2 separate regions of the Mus musculus genome follow, and region 1 is linked to region 2. The links are chromatin contacts, called in public promoter capture Hi-C maps. All regions are on one chromosome and are shown on one strand. The core of a region is the stretch at or near the end of the contact, and the rest is flanking DNA. Distances in the headings are between cores, read along the strand shown.

Region 1 (3,070 bases), core at 11-2,510, 790 kb after region 2:
TGTTTAGGAGAGCTAAGTTGTGAAGCTGGCAGTCTTTGCATTCACAGGAGACATTTCCTTGCTTCATCTCCTTACTCAGGACTGACTTGTTTAGATTTTCTATTTCTTTATATCATTCCGTCTTAAATGTGTATGAATCTTCAAGTTTGTTTTCTTTTAGGTTATCCACTTGATTAGTGTATTGTTGTTCTAAGTCTTAACGAGTTTTGTATTTCTGTTTTGTTTTGCTTTTTACTTTGTTTGCTTGTTTGTTCAACTAAGGGTTTGTTGATAGGGATTTTAAAAATCTCCTTATCTTTTCACCTCCAGTTTCTATTTTAGTTTCTGCTCATTGTGGGTGATGCCATCCCTAGACTGGTATCCTGAATTCTGTAAGGAATCAGGTAGAGCAAGCCATGGGAAGGGAGCCAGTAAGCAGCATCCCTCCATGACCTTTGCATCAGCTCTTGTATCTAGGTTCCATCCCTGCTTTAGTTCCTGTCCTGACTTCCTCCGATGATGGATTATGATCTAGAAGTGTCAGCTAAATGAACCCTTTCCTCCCCAGCTTGCATTTTGGTCATGGTGTTTTCCTTGCAGCGGTAGAAACACTTAAGACACCCAGGGAAGGCTTTTTTTCTCAGCTTTCTTCAGTTGCTTAGTTTTCTGTATAAGGTTGGTGCCTGGTGAGCTTTCCCTGTGTACTGAGCATGTCCGGTGTTGTCCTTGCTCAGTTCATGTTTAGACAGTCATGTTGATGGACTTTATGGGTGTAGCTTCTGACATTTCTAGAAGACACAGTCTCTGGCTCTCACAACTCCCCCCCCCCCCCACGCCCACCCGATGACCAGGCCTTAGGTTTGAGATTTTATAGGTGTATAAGTTGGGACTGGGGTCCACTACTCTGCGTTTTGATAGGTTATTCTCTGTACTGTATCTGGCTGTTGCAAAGAGAAGTTTCTTTGATGAAGGGTGAGCACTTCACTTATTTTTGTGTATGAGGTCAAATGTGTAGAATGTAGTTAGGGATCATGCTGGTTTAGTAAAGTGGTGGTTGTAGGTTCTTCTCCAAGCTTCTGGCTTCATGAGCCCAAGGTAGTTGGCATGAGTTTCCTTTTGTTGAGCGGGCTTTAAGACCAATTAAGAGACCTGTTGGCTATTACCAAGGAAAGCCTGCCACTGCTACCCAGATAGTCTTTCTTGTACTGCCATGCTGGTCGTTGTGGCTCGTAGGTGTCATAGCTGGGTGGGACTGTTTGTCAGCTGCTTCCCTCCTGTGGAAGCTTATGTTGGTTCTTCTTTTATTATGAAGGCTAGTCCTCAAGGAGGAAGCTGTCAGGTCACTTCCTGCCCAAGGTCCTCCGGGCCCTCCAAGTTGCTTTTGGTATTGGTGTTTATCAGAGCAATAGAAAGCAAACTAGACATGTTATCTTTTTCCTAATACTAATTTTGTATGGTTTGCTTTGTGGTTACCATTGGGTTTACAAGATGCATGCCATAGGTATAGGAGATTATTCTTAGCTATTAACAACATAGATTTTAGTATAGTAATTATTAAATCTTTATGAATCTCATATAGATGTCTTTTGAACACATTCACACACACCACCATCGCTCCCCCTGACTCCCAACTTTCTTACCCGTTCCTCTGTTGTCTTAAATAACCCACTGAGTCTGTACACACACACACACACACACACACACACACACACACGACTACATATACACACTCAATGGGTTAGGGCCACCCACCAGGGCATACATAGTTGACTTATCAGGAGCCACACCCTTAAAACCTGACTGTCCCACGTGCTGAAATCGTCAGCTGTCTGTAACTTCAACTGTGCCTGGGACCTGGTGGACCTCTGGGTGCTCTGAAGCCAGAAGGTTGATTGGCATGTTCTTGTGGAGGTCTTGAGTTGAGTGCATCTGTCCTGTTAGGACCAGAGGACACAGGTTCACTCTGGTCCTCCTAAATGTCTTAAACATTTTTTTTCACCCTGTCTTTGGCCTTGTTATGTATGGCCCCTGAGCCCTGGGGTTTGGGGGGTGGGATGGTAGTGATGACTTAAGAAAAAAAAAAAACAGTTCATTGTTTTTGTTGTTGTTTTGTTTTGTTTTTCTCTTTATTTTTATTTTAATTTAATTTAATTTTATTTTCAAGACAGGGTTTCTCTATATAGCCCTGGCTGTCCTGGAACTCACTTTGTAGACCAGGCTGGCCTCGAACTCAGAAATCTGCCTGCCTCTGCCTCTCAAGAGGGGGTTAAAGGTGTGTGCCACCACTGCTCGGCTCTCTTATTTTTAAATGGGTTATTTTCTTGCAGCATTTCCAGGATAGGACTCCATCATCTGCTTTCTCATCACTCTTGAGGAGTTCATTTGTGTCTTTTCGGACCGAGTTTCATCATAGGAAACCAATCTCCTGACGGCCTTGGAGATCGTTTTTTACTTTGGCATTCTGTAGTTTTACTACATTGTACGCTGTATGACACTTGTATTGCAGACATGCTTGGTATATGTTACACTGCTTTTTGTGAATTTGTGTCCTATCTGTTATTGACTTATCTTATTCTTGTGTCTTATCTTACTCTGTCTTCAAATGTTGTTTCTTCTTTATACCCATACCTATTCTTCTGCTTCCTTTGTTGAGAGTCTTGCTATGTAGCCCTATCTCTCTTTAGAGATAGGCGGGCATCCTCTTGCCCTCAGCCTTCTCAGTGCTGGTACACACTCTGCTTCTGCTCCCTTGGACTCCACTGTTGAGTCTTCTTGGTGTCTCGTTATTGATTGGCCTCTCATTTCCATCTCCTTGACTGTGCTTCATTTTTGAACTTCCCTCGTTGTTGCTGATGGTTTTCTTTTTTGTGTGATAACCTTGTATCCCCTTGACCCTAGCTTATAGTTCTTTTGAACCGAGTTTACTTTGGTAATTCCAGTTCAGTGGGCCACATAACTAACTGAATGTGGAGTATGGTGAAAACATTGGGAAGGGTAAAGGCGTCTGAATGTACAAGAATCAGAAGCAAATGCATAGTGAACTCTGGGGTTGCTGGCAGTGCAACCTGTGTTGCTCTGGGTGACCTCACTG
Region 2 (3,144 bases), core at 54-2,553:
CCTATAGGTGGAACAACAATATGAACTAACCAGTACCCCGGAGCTCTTGTCTTTAGCTGCATATGTATCAAAAGATGGCCTAATAGGCCATCAGTGGAAAGAGAGGCCCATTGGACTTGCAAACTTTATATGCCCCAGTACAGGGGAATGCCAGGGCCAAAAAGGGGAAGTGGGTGGGTAGGGGGGTGGGGGGTATAGGGGACTTTTGGTATAGCATTGAAAACGTAAATGAGCTAAATACCTAATAAAAAAATGGAAAAAAAAAAGTAGGGTTGAAGGTGCTGAGAACCAATCCTGGATCCTCTTAGAGGAGCAGTAAGCACTTACTGCTGAGCTGTCTCTCCAGCCCACACATTTTTTTTTTTTTTTTAAACAATGTCAGATCTCAGGCTTACATTGCTTATCTAGTGCATAGAGTCTTAGCTGTACTTCGTTGCCTGGGTCCTCCATCTCAAGTCTCACTTGGTTCATTGCATTTTCAAAGTCCTGCTGACTGACTCTCGGCTTTGGTCTATCCAGGTTCACCTGAGCCACTGGTAACCTGAAGACCTGCAGAGACTACAAACACTGGTTTCTATTTGTTCCTTGCCCTTCATTTCTGCAGCAGGATTGCCGATTTGTCCCAAACCCTACAGAGCAAAATGCCATAGTTATATTCTCTCTCTGCTGTCCCAATAATCTAGTTTCAAATGATCACTGAATAAAATCTGTCTACAGATTACAGATTTTTTTCCTCTACATTTTATTTGAATTTGACAAGGGTTATTCCAAGGAGAGAGAAAAAAAAAGACGTTGTAAAATGTAAAGGCTCATTTAAAGCAAATTTATTCAAATGGAGTGTAGGTTTAGATTTTTGAGTTACCTCTCTCAACTAGGTCAACCAATTGCTTGAAACCCACGCTGGTGATAAGGGATTACGCATCTGCTGCGCTCCACTTAGCTAGCAATTGGTGCTTGGACAAAGTGTCACCTTCGCCAAGGCACTGTCTCCCTTAGGAAGTCGCCTGCAAGCCTGAGTGCTTTGGTGACATGAGGTCGCTGCTAGTCCAGGCTTTCTAGGCGGCCTGAGCACATCCATTCGTACAAGACAGGCGAGGTCACTCTTTAGAGCTCTCTCGCTGGGAAACCGTCAAAGCAATATCCTTCTGTCCTGCTAGCCAGACCAGATGACAGAGCGGGGCGGCTCCGCGGGCCCGCGACAAACCTCGCTGGAGACTTTGGGCCAGACAGTAGAGGCTGCAAGCTTACCTAGGACACCAGCACCGCGTACTCTTCTGCTCAAGGAAGGAAGTTAAAGCCAGCCTTGAGGACAAACAGAGCCGAGACGCTTAAGAATGGGTGGAATCGGTGGGAGGAACTGGGCAGGGGGCGGATCCAGAAGTGAATCCTGAGTGGAACGAAAGACTCCAGGAACAGAGGAAGGCAGAGGAAAAGTGAGACTGGGGGCGTGGTCTGAGTTGGGCCCGAGAAGGTTTCAGGGATGGGCACTTGGTTGAGGAAGCAGAAGCATGGCGCATGACTCTGGCCGCAGAGGACAAGGAGCTTTGGGCAGAGAAGGGCCTATGGGTGCAGAGTTCAGTGAGTGAGCTCTGGGAATTGGGTTCAAAGAACAAGGTGCAGGGGATTGGATGCAGAGGGTAGGGTGCGGGGCTTTGGGGTAGGAGGCAGAGAACCGGGTGCTGGGCAGAGAGGGGAGGGTGCTGAACGTAGCCGATAATGGACTTCCCCGCAGAGTGCTGGGTGCAGGGGCACACACCATGGTGTTCAGCTTTTTGCTTTTTATTTTAAAACATTTGTTTCGAGGCAAAAATCTCACGATAAATTGCCTCACTTAAACTTTGCTGATCCTTCTGTCTCTCTGCCTGTTAAGTGCTTGGATTACCGTGGACATCCCAACCTATTTTCGTTTAGAATTGGGGTGCCCAGCCTCTCTGGGTTTCTGCAGCCCATGGTTTCTCAGTCCAGACAGTGTTTTACGTGGGAAATCTCTGACCGTTGGTTCCATTCTCCCGTTGTGATCCTGCTCTCCAGAGCAGGTCTCTTAGGACTATTTCTGACTAGCAATTTGTTCAGCCCTTGCCTGCTGTTTATTAAACACCATTTTTCATCTCCGGACAGTCTGCTTGACAGGAGTGAACCGTTGAAACCCACGCTGGTGATAAGGGATTACGCATCTGCCGCGCTCCGCTAACTAGCAATTGGTGCTTGGACAAAGTGTCACCTTCGCCAAGGCACTGTCTCCCCAAGGAAGTCGCCTGCAAGCCTGAGTGCTTTGGTGACATGAGGTCGCTGCTAGTCCCGTGTGTTTCCACCTGTGACAACGACTTTGGGGTCAGTTGCCACCTTTTCTGTAAGCTGTCAGAAGGGTTAACTCTGGCTCTATGCTTCCAGGTATTTCTTTTACAGTAAGCCACAGCTCAAGCAAAGGAATTGGAACTTCCTTGAATTGAATTGAAAGCACCAGGGAAAGTGGTACCAAGGTGACTGTGATATCCCGCTGTGTAATTGCCGGGGAGGGACCTATTATGACTCTGTTAGGCACAAAGGACTTTGTACTCTTCATTCTCCCTCCTGTATCCTGCTTCGGTTTAGTGGTGCTGCTCATCTATGAAACTGGAAGAGAACGGACCGCTCCCCACCCCCAACCCCTTTCCTTCCCTCTCCTCTCCTCCCCTCCTTCCCTCTCCTTCCATGTCCTCTCCTCTCCTTTCCCTCTCACCCATCCCCTCTCCCCCTCCCTCCCCTCCTCTCCTTCCATCTCCTCTTCTCTTGTCTCTTGTCTTCAACCATTTTTTTCTCTCTCACCTGTAACCTCAGATTTTCTTCCTGCACCCTAGTTCCCCCAAAAACACTTCGGAGGCTTATCTATTTATGAGTAAATGCCTAAGCCATAAGCTTCAGCTTGTTCCCCAACAAGCTCATATTTTATATTAACCAGTTCAAAATATTCTATGTCTTCCACATGGCAATGACCACTCCTCGGTTTCATATGTCTGACCTCCTCAGAGTCCCAGGCGAATCCCTGACTATCTCCCAGAGTTCCAATCTCTTTACCAGAACTATAGGCTTAGGATTTTTAAGACTTACTTTTAATAAGGGTTTTCAAATGCTTCGACACCCCCAACTCCTCCCTCCCCCCAGGCC

The links. Promoter capture Hi-C pulls out the DNA fragments that hold promoters and counts their contacts.
Region 1: a promoter capture Hi-C map of hematopoietic stem and progenitor cells shows a contact between it and region 2, with 2.5 times the contacts expected there. The contact joins the enhancer-like site here to the promoter of Eci3 in region 2. A contact is called at or near these places in 7 of 39 promoter capture datasets (the SN4741 cell line, cranial neural crest, embryonic stem cells and 4 more) and 7 of 115 datasets of contacts at active chromatin or transcription factors (bone marrow-derived macrophages, embryonic limb bud, embryonic midbrain and 2 more).

Annotation. Positions count from the first base shown.
Region 1 is chr13:35,748,106-35,751,175 of GRCm38.p6, forward strand. All of the region lies in intron 3 of Cdyl (chromodomain protein, Y chromosome-like), which reads left to right. Among named protein-coding and RNA genes, the nearest start is that of Cdyl, 90 kb to the left of the region's middle. Within about 2 kb of position 1,261, at least 14 of the 459 cell types and tissues checked have an H3K27ac peak or open chromatin away from gene starts, as enhancers often do. A contact at or near this core is called in hematopoietic stem and progenitor cells, where this site is marked.
Region 2 is chr13:34,962,506-34,965,649 of GRCm38.p6, forward strand. Eci3 (enoyl-Coenzyme A delta isomerase 3) reads right to left here and starts at 1,304. Exons shown (of 9, transcript NM_026947.4): 1 at 1,249-1,304. It overlaps Gm16984 (a long non-coding RNA gene), which reads left to right and starts at 1,445. Exons shown (of 3, transcript XR_873227.2): 1 at 1,445-1,578; 2 at 2,119-2,331.